Linked DNA regions of Mus musculus: all the other regions are linked to region 1. Evidence: chromatin contacts called from public Hi-C and promoter capture Hi-C data. All regions are on one chromosome and are shown on one strand. Each heading gives the region's core, a stretch centred on a gene start, on an enhancer-like site or on the middle of the called end of the contact. The rest is flanking DNA. Distances are from core to core; before and after follow the strand shown. Region 1 holds the start of Cln6 (ceroid-lipofuscinosis, neuronal 6). Region 2 has its middle 36 kb from the start of Gm39353. Region 3 has its middle 17 kb from the start of Gm39353. Region 4 has its middle 9.2 kb from the start of Gm39354. Region 5 overlaps Gm35574 (a long non-coding RNA gene).

Region 1 (2,632 bases), core at 95-2,594:
GCGTCTGAGCTTCACACCCATGGGTCCAACAGCATCCTGACCCAACCAAAGCTTCGTGGGTCCAAAGATGACGTCTCATTTACCTGTGCTTGCTCCACCCACTTAGATGCAGCGCCTGGTCACATCTAAACTCCTCTCCCCTTACAGCCATGCATCCGAAGAAGATAGCTCCCACACCACTGGGCATGTCTCACCCCCAACCCCCCTTTACTGATACAGTCCAGGACCCTCATTAGAACTTGGTACCCGACAGGCTGCACCTCCTCCATCTCTGGTTCTGCCTCTGGGCTGTGCCTGAAATGCACACATATGCCAGTCTCTTGCCAGGGCCCTTCCTGAGGTTCTCAGGGATTGGGGGCTCCAATCTAAACCCCTCTCTCCCCCATCTCAGCCAGTCTCTCACTCCCCTGAGCAGCGTGGTTCTCACACAACTTTCCACTCCTCCATACCAGCTAGTCTCTGGACAGGGTGTGGGAGGAGGAGGGGTGGGTGTGTGGGGAATTCTGGCCGTTCCCTCTGCCTGGAGCTCTTTCCTGTCTCCAGTTCATACTTCTCTGTCAGCTATCCTTCCTGTGATGCCTGTTTGGCCTTACTGCCTCTATGGCTACACAACCCTCAGAACTTCCTCCACCATTACCAGAAGCTACGAACAGAAGCGCTTCTGAACAGGGCTCATAGGTTCCTGCACAGAACTTACGAGGTTCTTAACACAATTGAATGAGGAAGGGGTGTGTGTCTTTCCCCAACGCCAGGACTGGATTCTGGACCACCTCGTTGTCCTCCAACTAGGAGAGAATTCACTATTCTCTTCACCTATCAAAGCACAGTGGATAGTTTATCGAGCAGTCTTTAATCTGAGGAAGGAGGGCTCAAAGACCCCGGGTCTTCTGATGACCTCACAGCTTGGTCATTCCAGGTCCCCGGTTCACCTTCGTCCAGTACCCTCAAGCCCGGCTAGGCAAGGCTTCCTTCCTGCAGAAATGCAGAGAACCCAGGAAAAAAACAAAAGCAAGCAAACAAACAAACAAACAAGACGCCAGGCTTCCCCACTGGAGTGCAGATTCAACTAAGACCCAAGACCTCTGGGACATAAGTTAGGCCCCTCCTTCTCAAACAAAACACGCCCTCCAGCTGTCTCCCTCCACCTCCGCTCTCTCATTCCTCCTCCCTCCTCCCCACACTCCATCCTCCTCTCCGGTCTTGCCCCAAGCCCCTCCCTATCCTCCTCCCTTCACCAGTTCTCCCCCTGCTCTTTCCTCCAGCTTCTCTCCTCCCTCCTCCCCTCCAGCCTCCAGCTCCTCCCCTCCCCTCCCGCCCGCCCTGGGGCCCCGCGCTCGCTTCCCTCTCTCCCGCCCAGCCTTCCCCGCGTTGGGCGCCGAGGCTCCGCGCGGCCCGCGCAGCCGTCTCTCCTCCCGGAAGGCGAGGCCGAGCGTGGCGGCCATGGAGGCGGCGACGCGGAGGCGGCAGCTCCTCGGAGCGGCGGGCGGCCCCGGTGTCGCGTTCGTGCAGGCCAGGTGCGCGCGGAGCGGGGACAGGGAGGCCGCGAGGGGCCCCAGAGTTTGAGAGACCTCGCCAGGGTTAAGGAAACCGCAGGGATAGGCTACTCGGGGGCCACCCCGGCCAGCCTGGCTGAGTCCCTGTGCCACTTCCAAGTTTTTAGGAACCTCCTGCTCTGGGCAAGACTGTGACTCTGCTCTGAATCCGGTGGCTCAGGGCCCAGGGAAAGTGGGCCGTTAACCGGGGACAGCGTGACTCTCCCATCCTGAATGAGAGACCCCTTCCCTCAGAGGGGAGATGTTTGGGGTTTATCTGGCTCGACAGGGCAGAGCCAGAGGCGCAAAACCCGCCCTTTCATCTTTTCCTCCAGTCTGCCTCCATCCGCTCCACTGACCAAAGCATTCCCGCCTGTCACATGTATTGATTAAACACCTGTCATGTGCCTAGCGTTGTGCCAGATGGCAAACAGGAAAGTCTGAGCCAAAGCAGGTGACAGCTAATTCTGGAGGGCTTTCTGGAGTTGAACAGTACAAGACTCTGCAGAGGACAGACACTTACTGCCGGGCATGGTGGCAATGCTTTTAACCCCATCACTCAGGAGGCAGAGGCAGGTTTCTAGGGGGATGTAATCCAGTTGGTAGTGACTGCATAGCATGCAGGAAGTCGTGGTTCTTCCCAGGCCACAGAAACTGGACATGGTAGACAGTGGAAGGATGTGAGGAAACACAAGGACTATACATACTAGTGTTGGACATGTCACACGTGTAAGAGAAAATCAACGACAGGGGCTGGACCAACTTTAAAGTGCCCTGAATGTCCCAGAGTTGGCCGAGAAGGCCCTAGAGTCTGAAGTTGGAGGAGGCACCTACTCTGGGTGGGGAGGCTGTTCACTTTGAGCAGGAAAGACCCCTTACCTTCCTCACCTGAGTGACCTGGTAAAAATGTATATTCCATATGCCACAGGTACCAAAGAGCCGTGGAGAGATTTGAGCACTCATGTGCACCAGGTGAATTTTAGGAAGTCCCTGGCACTGTTTGGAATGGTGGGGGAAGTTCTGGGAGACTGGGTTGAGGGCAGCCTTTTCATAGTTCCGACTGGGGAGCAATTCTCTGAGCATGTGCTGTGCTGCCTCTG
Region 2 (2,632 bases), core at 72-2,571, 230 kb before region 1:
CTTTGTGGGGTTCAAGGGCTGGTGTACAATCAGGTTATTATGGACCAAGTATCCTTGGCGAGAACACCCAGTTAGACTGAGGCATGGCTACCTCCATCCCCAGTTCAGCTTTTCTGGATTATGACTTCTTTTGTACACAGCACCACTGAAGACTCGTTTTTGATGCTGGCGCACACAAAACCATGGTTACCTGTTTCACACAGGGGGAACCTCTGTCCCTGAGCATTAGGTGGCCCTGACAAACCCATGCAGTTAGGGAAGATGAAGTCCTGATTCAAATCTAGAAGGCAGACCCTTATCTTCACAATCACACTGAGAATGGGCAAAAGGCACAGTCCGTGGATCCAGGCTATCCATGGATAACACCACATTTTGCAACTTGCTGTGTGACTCCAAACAGATTACCTAACATCTCTGTGACTTAGCTTCCTCATTGGTAAAATGGGCCTTAGAGCCTGATCCATGGGGTTGTGAGGAGGGATCCCATCTCTCTCATGAGGGATTCTCAGGCAGCCAAGGGCATGGCATGGGGTGGGGCCTTCTGTCTGGTTCTCTGGGTCAGAGAGTTCCTGCTGTCTTAGTGAGGAGGGTAGGGCATGTGGAAGCCTCCAGGCCTTCCCTGCTTGGCCTGAAGGGGTTTACAGGAGGCTATATGAGTGCCTAGGACTTTGCTAGTCACATAGTAAACACTCAATAAATGGTTATAAAACCGAGACCATGAGTGTTCCCCAAGAGGGACATTGTGTCTGGATTTTGCTGGATGTGGGAAGGAGAGAGATACCCAGCCATAACAGATATACATACAGTAAACTCCAAAGCCAGGTAGCCTGCGACTCCTTCTAACAATGCTGCGAGATGTGTCATCAGAAACACATGGGAAGATTGTTCTGTTCTGGCTGGAAGATAGGATGGGCTTTACGGAAGATGCAGCATATGGCTTGGATCTTGGGTAGATGAGGTAGAGACATTTTATGCAGCGGCAAGGGAGTAAGGGATGTGAGCGCATTTGTCCAGAGAACCAATGGGGACAAGAGGAAAGAAGAAGAGATGGTGGAAGAGAAGAGGACCTGAAATGTGGAAAGAGGTCTCAGAGCTCCAAGGAGTGGTTGACGACCTACCTGTAGGATGCATATGCTTATAGTGTGCCCTCAGCCTAGCCTGCTCAGATACTGCCTCTCTTTGAACTCTGGGCTGTCTGGGTGGGCTGCACTGCTTGGTGCAACATTATTGGCCTCATGCCCCACATAGCCCAGGAGGGAAAACAATTACCCTCTCTGCCCTGAAGCCTTCCCTAGGTCGCTTCCCTGAACAAAGCCAGCATTTATAGAACTGGTGCAGGCTGGGTCCCCAGCAGATGCCTGAGACAGAGGGTTTCCCGGAGAACAGAGCTCTTTCTGTCCTGTTGGAAGATCATATGGAATTTGGGGAGGGTCCAAGTGATGGTATTCTGCCCTCTGAACCACAGTGGAAGAAACTGGAGAGAGCCAAAAGCAGGGTTTTTGTAGCTCTGGGGTTGAGGAGCCTTCAGAGAGCAGCAAGTTCAAGCTGAAAGCAGCTGTACTCCAGAGTAGGGACCCCCGGGGGACCAAAGCATCACAGTGCAAGGCCAGGCTGGGTAGAGGAGGCCTTCAGCTCCACATAGGCCTGAACAGTCTCTGCCTCCCAAGCCCAGGTGCCCTGACCGTTCTGGAGCAGAGGAGGCAACTGAGGGCTCCCAGGCCTTCTTGGGGCTAATAACAGGAAGTGAGGGAGCTGGGGTGGAGGCTGCTTCCAAAACTCATTCAGACCAATTAGGAAGTGTCTGGAAGCTTCTAGCTGCTCCCGCCCTCTTCACCAAGACAGCAGGGACCCTATGGCCTGAACGTAGTTCATCCCATGTTCTTGGCTGCCTGAGAATCTCCAGGCAAGGGGAGAGAGATGCATGACCCACCCACACCATCTCTGTATGTTGCCAACACAAACCTCAAGTCACCCCACCTCCTCCTGTCTAGGGAGATTTGATACACTTCGGAATCCGGATCCTTCCCCCAAACTTTCCCCTCCACCCTTGCACGGGCCCTGCTTGAGACAGGCATTTCCATGAGAAGATCCAGAGTTTGGGGTTCACGAACTAGGTCCCCAGAGACCCCTATTTCAAGTAGAAAGCACATGCCTAGAAAGGCAGGGGCAAATTCAAGACAGGCCTAGGAGAAGAAGCCGGGCCTGGAGGATGTGGTCGACTCAGGAAAGAGCAGCGTGTTGGAGAAGCGGTTTGCCAGAATTAAGTCTGGGCAGAGGAAGAAGCAAGGAGCAGAGTGGCAGTGAGGACACAGCAGGAAGGGAGGGGAAGGGGAAGAGGGGAAAAATAGAAGAGGAAGGGATGGAGCTGTGGAGCAGGGGGAGGGGTATTGGGGTCCTTCGTCCCACAGTGAGAGATGTGGATGGAGGCGATGCAGGAGGAGCAGACAGGAGCGTCCTCAGCATCCCAGCCCACCATTCTCCTGGGTGCAGAGCGGTGGGTCCTAGGAGTGTTGTTTGGTAAAGACTTCTTCCTCAAGGTCCTGGAAGTACCTCAGACACTCCTCACAACGTTGCCCCAGACCTGATGGGACTTTTTTGGAAGTATGTGGGGGAGGGGGATTGACCCCGAAAT
Region 3 (2,632 bases), core at 74-2,573, 210 kb before region 1:
TATATTAGTTGTTCTTCTCACTGCTGTGGCCAAAATACCTGACAACGCAATTTAAGTATCATGATATTAACTTGAGACTTTGGGGACATAAGGCAGAAAGATATGACTTAGAGCGATGTGGTTATATGTCAAGTTGACAAAGGACAGTTTACTGGTTAGTGATTTTACATTTTATTTTATTGTTTATCCATGAGTGTCTGTCTGTGTCACCTCCCCCACCTCCTACTCCTCCCAGGACCATTCCTTCATCCCCCATGCTCCCTCCCAACTTCAAGTCCTTTTTTGCTTTTTTGCTAAACCCATTTGTGTTGCCCACATACATGTGGGTGTGGGGCCGTCCATTAAGAGACTGACCACATACCCTTAAAGGAAGCTCGCCCTCTCCCTCTCCCCCTCCCACTCCCCCTTCCCTTTTCCCTCTCCTGGTATCCATTAACTATCAATGTCTCCTAGGCTGGGAGTGGGGCTCCTGCTGGAATGTTGACTGGCTTGATCTTGCATGAGTCTTGTACAGTCAACCACAGCTGTTGTGAGTTCATGGCTACTGTGGTCCAGTCCTATCCAGAAGGCACTATTTCACCCCAACTGTCCTTGACATCTGGCACTTGCTATCTTTCAACATGCTCTCTGAGCCTCTAGAGGAGAGGGTATGATACAGATGTCCCATTTACAACCCAGATCCCCAGAGTCAATCTTTCTCTATACTTTGACCCGTTCTTTTACAGATGGGTAGGAGGTTTATCCCAGTTCCCCCTGAAGATGGAGAAAAACAAGGAAGAGGGTGGACCCAAGGTCTGCTCTCAGCTCCTGCTCTGTGGCTTGCCTTGGCTCTATGAGCCGAGCTTGTAGCCTTATTCATAAAAACAATGTTTACAGCCCCAGCCCAAAGTGCTGGTGGGAGGCTAACATGGAGCATGCGGGGGTGGGGGCAGGGAGGGGGACAGCATGATGGAAGAGAGTCTGCTTCCCAAAACCCTGCCCTTGTCCTGGACTGCTCTGAGACTCAGTTCTGAACCTTTACATTGCCCAGGGCAGCCAGTTGGTCTGCATTCAGGGGTCCTTCTCAGAGTTTAATGTTCTATGATTCCAAAACCATCAAAGGATAGGAGCAGCTGGAGAGCTCGGGTGTTATTCCTCACCGTAAATCAGCCAGGATGACTTCACTTCGCCTCCCTGGCATGCGTCAGGTTTTCCTTCTATGTAGAGAGGGGCCTGAACCCTGCCAACCCCACCAAGCCACACTGGCTGCACCCCCAGAGTCAATGGCTTTACCATCCACTGATGCAGCTCACCATCCCCGCCAAGCCACTTATGCAACCGTCTAGAGAAACAGACTGCAAATGAGCACAGCTAAAAATACTTCATCTTCATGTGTGGGGGGCTGGAGGGAGGGCTGTGGGAAGGTGGGTGACATTCCAAAGGCTCTGGGTGTTTATCTGAGCTGTACTAGGAATCTAGGAACACAGGAGTGTCAGCTCTGGTCACAGTTGTCCACCTCTCTGACAATGCTTCCTCCTTCCTCAGAAAGGTACCAGCCATGGTGTGACTGACAGTAGGATCCTAGCTCAGAAGGCCAGGCGCTGTCCTCTGACATGGAAGGAGCCTGCCCTCAGATGACCCAATGCACTTGAACGTGGGATCCCTTTGGTTCTAAGGAACCCACCTTATGAGCCAACCTCCAGGAGCCCAGACTGGCTGCCTTTCCTCAACAACCTCCAGGGGACAAGTGGCCCATCCTGCCCCTATTCGGTGGCCACAGCAAGCACTGCAGTGCCTCCTTGCCACTGTGCCTTCTCCTTTTGAGTTGAGAGTGTGACAGTTCCAAAGGTATGGCACCAAGTCACTCAGGAGCTTGTACAAAGGAGAAGAGCTCTCAAATCCACTCGCCCCACACCTTTACATCCTCTTAGGCACATTACTTTCCCTGAATGGCTGGCTGCAGATTAAGTGCTTATAGGGTGCTCAGTCACAAGTGGGGCACCTATGTCACACCCTTCCCCAGGCTCAGGGGCCATCTCAGACTGTACGAGCCTGCTGTCAAGGAGGGCTGGAGCAGAACAGTGTCTTCTGGACATGGCAGGAAGCTGCGCTCACGGACTCAAGGTGGCCGCGGTTGCCTGTATTTGACCTGCACAAGAGCAAGCCCGTGCGCCACCACTGTTCGGCTGGGTTTTTTTTTTTTTTGTTTGTTTTTTGTTTTGTTTTGTTTTGTTTTTGTTTTTTTTTAAAGCACACAAAAGTGGAAGAGGGTGAGAGAAAAGTTAAGGGGAGGGAAAAGAAGGGTGAATGTGATCAAAATACATTGTATCCATGGAAGGGTGAATAAGATCAAAATACATTGTTTCTATGAAATTCTTGAAAACTAAATAAAAATATCTTCCTTTTGAAAAAAGAAACTGCTTAGAGAATTCTTAGAGTGCTCAGTACCCCTGTTGTCAAACTACAAGCCTCTTATAAGATATGTTTTTCTTATGCCCTATCCCAACCACATCACATAATTAAAAATGGAAGTTGTAGGGTCTCAGGAGATGGCTTAGCTGTGAAAGCACTTGCCTGGCAAACTTGACAGCCCAAGTTCACCCTGTAACCAGCATAGAGCTTGATGCTCATCCAGAGCATAACAGAGAAAGGA
Region 4 (2,632 bases), core at 89-2,588, 200 kb after region 1:
ATGACCCTCCAACTGGTAAGTATGGCTGTAAGGTTATTGGAACCAATTCAAGACCTACAGAATGAGCATCTGGACTTCCCTCCAGCCCTTTAGTCCTCCACGCGTCTGCTCCTCTTGCCTTCAGTACCCTTGTATAAGATAATAGACCTCAACTCAGTGGTGCTCCTTAGTACATCCAGGGGGGCAGGAAGTGCAGAGTGGGGAGATCTCAGGTGTCACTGCGAAGATGAGTGGTAAAGCTCAAGTCTACTAGGCAAAATCTCATCCCATGGTGTCAGGCTCTTGTTATCATACTGGGATCCATAATCAGGCAAACTTTATAGGAAAAGAATCTTGCAGTTTTGGAGGCTGAGAGTACAAATGGTGTGCTGTGGGCTCTGAGCCTGGGGTCGATGGCCCATGGTGGGGCAGGAGCAGAGGGATGATTATGTATTGAGCCAGGAAGCAGAGAGGGAGAGGGAGGCATAGTCATTTCCAAATAACCCTTTCCAATGGTGGACAGCGGAGGGCAGAAGACAGATCATGGACCATGAACAGAAGAAGAAAGAATACATCTTGAGCTAAGAAGCAGAGGGGGAGGCAGTGGTCTTGTTCATTTTTCTGACACCCTTCTCCCCAAAACTACCAAAGAGTCCCACAAGACTTGCCTCACAGTGTTGCCCAAAGGGCCTTCTGCTAGGGACCATCTCTTGAAGGTCCTAACGCTTCCCAATGTCATTACTCCAGGGACTGAACCTCTCTGGTTGCTTGAAGCTTGGGAGGACATTCAAATAGTGCTGAAATTAGAACACTTGGCATTAATTTTATTTCTCTCATTGGGTTTTTGTTGAGTTTCATATGAGGAGTAATGAGATGGAGTTCATGGAAGGTAGCCAGAACACACCTAAGGTCAGTGCCAAAAACCTGTGGCTAATACATAGATAGGGCAGGAAGGCATGTCATTAGCAGTAGCCTGTGCATGTTGACTGGCTGTCATCAGCTGCCTTTTGCTTGCTCTTCAGTGCTGATGGATGGCCCTAGGACCTTGGAGTTGGAAATAGAAAATTTCAGCAATATATGAGAGAGTACCTACCAAGCAGACACACAGAGAGAGTACATTTGCAATATATCTGCAGTATTAAATTTTCATAGGGAGAGTAACAGGGTGCAGGGAGTCCAAGAGAGCTATTTAGGAGAGGCAATAAAAGATGAAAAAAAATTGTTCTTAGATGATTCTAAGATTCTAAGAGTTCTGGTCTGTAGATTCTATAGGTCCATGGCTGAGCGTTGCTCTGTGGCCTGGTATCCACCCAACTCAGTCATGTCAGAGAGTAAGACTGGGGAGGCTCCTTAGCTGTTCTGAAAGGAGGAATGCAAACACAGATGAATCATCTTTGCAGAGGAAGAGAAGGTGACCAGTTTGACCAGTGTCTTAATTAGCTTCCTCCTGAAAAGAGAGCCTGAGGTGAACTTGGGTGTTTTCATGTTGTCCTGGGATGCAGGAGAGAGGAGCAGGCCCAGTGAGCCAGGGCAGGAGAACTAGCCAGCGAGGAATGTGCTACTCTCATGGAAGAGGGACGTCAGCCCTGCTGGGGCATCTCAAAGGAGTCCGAGGCAATGGATCTCAGGATGTTTGAAGGGATGCTATGATTGGGGGTACCTAGCCAAGAAGTATTGGGTTCGAGTTCTCTGACTGTTCTGCCGAATGCCCTGAAGGCTGACTTGTGTGTCATACCTCTCTCCCTCCCTTGCCAGGAGGTCACTTCTGGGTACATGTCGGAGACTTTAGCAGGAGTTTGTGGAGAGGAAGTGTTGTGTGAGACTTTTCCGAGGGAGAACAAATCTCTATTCACCCCAGATTGGGGACCAAAGGGATGATATTCGCAAACATGGTAAAGCAATGCGTATTATTTCAGGAATATGGATGAGGGGTTTCTTATAGGACGAAGGATGAGTCAGAAGCAGCTGCATCATCCATGCCTTCTACACATGGCCGATGACTCATGACATCTGCATCCCTGGAGCTCTCTGCATGACAGGGCAGGTTGCTCAACAGGTCAGCTGATTGGAGAGTCCCACCACCCCCAACAGTGGTTTACTGCTTTCATAACTGGGGGGGGGGGGGGGAATATTGCAAATCTTGTGAGTTTTAGGAACTTCCTGACATTTATGTGCTGTTTTCTCCCCGAATTGTATGACCCTTCCCAGTCCTTATTGCAGGGACTACTTGAATTCAGATGCAATGCTACCTGACAGGAAGAGAGCATGATCAGGTATTTCTTGTTTGCTCTATCCCTACTGATGTGGCTGGCTTTAGCAGTAGCTACCTCTCTCTATTATTACACAGCTCCTGTTAGGAACTCCTTTCTTTCTGGATCTAACTTATGTTGGGTTCCAGCAACAATACAGACATAAAATTCTCTCTGTTTTTCCCTCCCTCCCTCCCTCCCTCCCTCCCTCCCTCCCTCCCTCCCTCCCTCCCTCCCTCCCTCCCTCTGATGCCGGACTCTGAGTGTCTCATCATCCCTTCTTGACATCCAACACTCTGCTCGTATTTCCATGAATGTCTCTTTCTTTCAGGTATTTTCATTTGAACCATCTGAGGTAAAGTTTGGTTCTTATTTGGTGCTGATTCTTTTTTTTTTCTTTTTCT
Region 5 (2,632 bases), core at 76-2,575, 170 kb after region 1:
TTCCATGAGGATCAAATCCAAGCCTTTGGGCATGCTAGACATTCACTCTATCAACCAAGCTACATTTCCAGCCACATATATATTTGGTAGAATAGTGAGTAAAGTCTGAGCACCAATGAAAATAAGGTATGCAGCCTTCTGTTTTCTTTTCTTTGCTCTGCTTCTCAGGACTCCTCTGTATGTATACAAACAAACAAACAAACAAACAAACAAAAACACCTTTTGCCAAATCCAGAGTGGTTATGTGAGCAAGCTGAACCTGTAAACTCTGAACTCACACTGAGAAATACTAGTTTCACAGTGAGTGGTTTGTGTTCAGGACATAGGAACTCAGGAGCTTGGAAGTGATGGTGTCTACTACATTGTCTGGGCAGCAAAGCCAGAACACAGAAAAAAAGAAAGTAGACTGAGGTATTTACTGGGCATGCCCAGCACTCAAGTGGGACAAGATGACAAAGGAGTATTGATTACCTTTGTTTGAAATATAATGTGTTTAGCGTATTTAAATTTGCACACATTAATTTTTTCTTATGTTTTTATTTATGCACATATACATGTCACAGTACGTGTGCGGAGATCAGAAGACAACCTGTTAGATTTGATTTTCTCCTTCCACCCTGAGGGTTCTCAGGGCGGAGCTCAAGTTGTCTGCCTTGCTGAGCCATCTTGCCAGCCCTGTATAATTTAATTTTAATAAAAACTGTTACTGGCAAAATTCCTATAAACTTCACCATCTGCTTTTGTAAACTGGTATGTGATAGCACGCCACCAACTAAAATGAGTGTTTGCTAGTCAAATCCAAATATAAATCCAGGGTTTGTATTATAGCTGATAGAGAGCTTTCTCATCTAACCCTCCATCGCTAGCTCTTGAAACATCAATTCTTTGCTATAATGCTTAGATCCAGGCTCATCCAACCTCCAACCACAGTCTGAACGAAGCCTGGGACGGCTATGAGTGCCCCCAACAGAAAACCATGAACTTACTTACATAAGTCATCATGAGAATTTTTTTTTCCAACTTGATTGTGGAGTTCCCAAGTATAAAGATTGTGGATAACAACATCTTGTCACAACAAGAAGAGACTGATCATTTCATTCCCCATGACATCTGTCCCAAAGATTTCCTCTCTCAAAGAGCAGCTGCCTCTCTCCCCATGCCCACTTCTCAGTCCCTCTGGGCTCCACTCTCAGCCATCAGCTTTAGGACATCAGACCCTTACACAACAGTCAGCATTTTCCAAACTGAACTGTTTGCTTCTGCCTGAACTTGCTCTTCCTCCAGCCTCTCCACCGATTTCACACCCTAACCACAAAGAACTGTTTGTTCCCTATTGCTATCCCTGCTCCCTCTGTTTACCCGCTGTAAACTGTTAGTGCAGTGGCTCTCTACCTCAGCTACCTTCCCAAAAAATGCAAAGCTGGGTACCACAGGCAGCAATCCAGATGCGACTGGCAAGAGAGATGGCCTGGGCAGTGGCAGGGTGGGAGAAGCAGCTAAAAACAAAAACAAAACAAAAACCAGCCTCCCAGTGGACTGTGAAATCCTTCTAGTGGACTTTGACGATACAAACCTGTGTTCATGCCGTACTTTCATGCTCTCCCGGAACACTTACTGATGTCAATAGCAGTAGTGTGGACACTGGAGATTAGATCCCAGTGGGTGCTACCCAGGTGTTCTCCCAAGCTATCCTCAGAGCCTGTGATTTACTATTGTTGCTTTTCCTTTTAAAAAATATATAGCTGGCTGTGGTGGCATTTTCTTTTAATCTCAAAGGCAGAGGCAGGCAGGTCACTGTGAGTTTAAGGGCAGCTTGACCTACATGACAAGTTCCAGGACTACACAGAGAGAGACCCTGCCTCAAAAAAAATTTGTTAATATTTGTAATGTATGTGTGTATGTTCCTGGATAATGTGTGCCATGTGTGTGCGGGGGCCACAGAGGCCAGAAGAGGGCATCTGAGTTTCAGCCCATTTTGAGCCACCTTGTATGAAAGCTGGGAACCAAACCCGGGTCCTTTACAAGAACAACAATGGCTCCTAACCACTGAGCCATCTCTCCTGTGCCTTTGTCTGTTTTTCTTTTTCAAGACAGGGTTTCTCTGTGTAGTCCTGGAACTCTCTCTGTAGACCAGGCTGTCCTCAAACGCACAGAGACTTGCTTGCTTCTGCTTCTTGAGTGCTGGGATCAAAGACATATGCCACTATGCCTGGCTTACCTATATTTTGAAATTAAAAAAAAAAGAAAGAAAGGAAGGAAGAAAGAAAGAAATAAAGAAAGAAAGAAAGAAAGAGAAAAATGTCATCTCCCATTGTCTGTCTCTAAAGCTCTGACAGAAACACACCTCATAAAAGGGAGGGATGAGTCCAGGCAGTCAGATCTTTGGGTACTACTTCAATGGTGGGTCCTAACATGGGGACTCATGTTGGGATGCCTGGATCTGTGATTGGGCTGGGTAGTTCACCAAGAACTGTGTGGGCCCTTGGGGTTTCTCTGTCTTTGCCTGGCAGCAGAGCTACAAAGTTGCAGCCCAGGCTGGCCTTGAACTGTTAATCCTCCTGCCTCCATCTGTTCAGTAGATTCCGCTGGCCTGTACCGCACACCCAGCTGTTGTTTTTCATTGTCTGCCGAG

The links. Promoter capture Hi-C pulls out the DNA fragments that hold promoters and counts their contacts. Hi-C and Micro-C count contacts between places; a contact is called where the count stands out from the background.
Region 2: a contact with region 1 is called in a promoter capture Hi-C map of the 3T3-L1 cell line, with 2.5 times the contacts expected there. The contact joins the enhancer-like site here to the promoter of Cln6 in region 1. A contact is called at or near these places in 2 of 39 promoter capture datasets (the 3T3-L1 cell line and erythroid cells), 1 of 15 datasets of contacts at CTCF or cohesin (embryonic stem cells), 8 of 484 Hi-C or Micro-C datasets (the HL-1 cell line, embryonic stem cells, muscle stem cells and 2 more) and 5 of 115 datasets of contacts at active chromatin or transcription factors (craniofacial prominence, differentiating embryonic stem cells, epiblast stem cells and 2 more).
Region 3: a promoter capture Hi-C map of hippocampal neurons shows a contact between it and region 1, with 2.1 times the contacts expected there. The contact joins the enhancer-like site here to the promoter of Cln6 in region 1. A contact is called at or near these places in 2 of 39 promoter capture datasets (erythroid cells and hippocampal neurons), 1 of 15 datasets of contacts at CTCF or cohesin (embryonic stem cells), 9 of 484 Hi-C or Micro-C datasets (the HL-1 cell line, cerebral cortex, embryonic stem cells and 3 more) and 4 of 115 datasets of contacts at active chromatin or transcription factors (craniofacial prominence, epiblast stem cells, extraembryonic endoderm stem cells and 1 more).
Region 4: a Hi-C map of bone marrow-derived macrophages shows a contact between it and region 1, with 28 read pairs. The contact joins the enhancer-like site here to the promoter of Cln6 in region 1. A contact is called at or near these places in 3 of 39 promoter capture datasets (the C10 cell line, liver and macrophages), 3 of 484 Hi-C or Micro-C datasets (bone marrow-derived macrophages, embryonic fibroblasts and liver), 3 of 115 datasets of contacts at active chromatin or transcription factors (bone marrow-derived macrophages, epiblast stem cells and forebrain) and 4 of 9 other capture datasets (embryonic stem cells, liver, macrophages and 1 more).
Region 5: a Hi-C map of bone marrow-derived macrophages shows a contact between it and region 1, with 30 read pairs. The contact joins the enhancer-like site here to the promoter of Cln6 in region 1. A contact is called at or near these places in 6 of 39 promoter capture datasets (erythroid cells, hippocampal neurons, liver and 2 more), 1 of 15 datasets of contacts at CTCF or cohesin (pro-B cells), 1 of 484 Hi-C or Micro-C datasets (bone marrow-derived macrophages), 1 of 115 datasets of contacts at active chromatin or transcription factors (bone marrow-derived macrophages) and 4 of 9 other capture datasets (adipose tissue, liver, macrophages and 1 more).

Annotation. Positions count from the first base shown.
Region 1 is chr9:62,837,441-62,840,072 of GRCm38.p6, forward strand. Cln6 (ceroid-lipofuscinosis, neuronal 6) reads left to right here and starts at 1,345. Exons shown (of 7, transcript NM_001033175.3): 1 at 1,345-1,514. The coding sequence starts at 1,441.
Region 2 is chr9:62,611,925-62,614,556 of GRCm38.p6, forward strand. No RefSeq gene overlaps it. Among named protein-coding and RNA genes, the nearest start is that of Gm39353, 36 kb to the right of the region's middle. Within about 2 kb of position 1,322, at least 36 of the 459 cell types and tissues checked have an H3K27ac peak or open chromatin away from gene starts, as enhancers often do.
Region 3 is chr9:62,631,273-62,633,904 of GRCm38.p6, forward strand. No RefSeq gene overlaps it. Among named protein-coding and RNA genes, the nearest start is that of Gm39353, 17 kb to the right of the region's middle. Within about 2 kb of position 1,324, at least 18 of the 459 cell types and tissues checked have an H3K27ac peak or open chromatin away from gene starts, as enhancers often do. A contact at or near this core is called in cerebral cortex and hippocampal neurons, where this site is marked.
Region 4 is chr9:63,036,238-63,038,869 of GRCm38.p6, forward strand. No RefSeq gene overlaps it. Among named protein-coding and RNA genes, the nearest start is that of Gm39354, 9.2 kb to the left of the region's middle. Within about 2 kb of position 1,339, at least 50 of the 459 cell types and tissues checked have an H3K27ac peak or open chromatin away from gene starts, as enhancers often do. A contact at or near this core is called in bone marrow-derived macrophages and embryonic fibroblasts, where this site is marked.
Region 5 is chr9:63,005,001-63,007,632 of GRCm38.p6, forward strand. The region is part of intron 5 of Gm35574 (a long non-coding RNA gene); the gene reads left to right. Among named protein-coding and RNA genes, the nearest start is that of Gm24526, 21 kb to the right of the region's middle. Within about 2 kb of position 1,326, at least 12 of the 459 cell types and tissues checked have an H3K27ac peak or open chromatin away from gene starts, as enhancers often do. A contact at or near this core is called in adipose tissue, bone marrow-derived macrophages and liver, where this site is marked.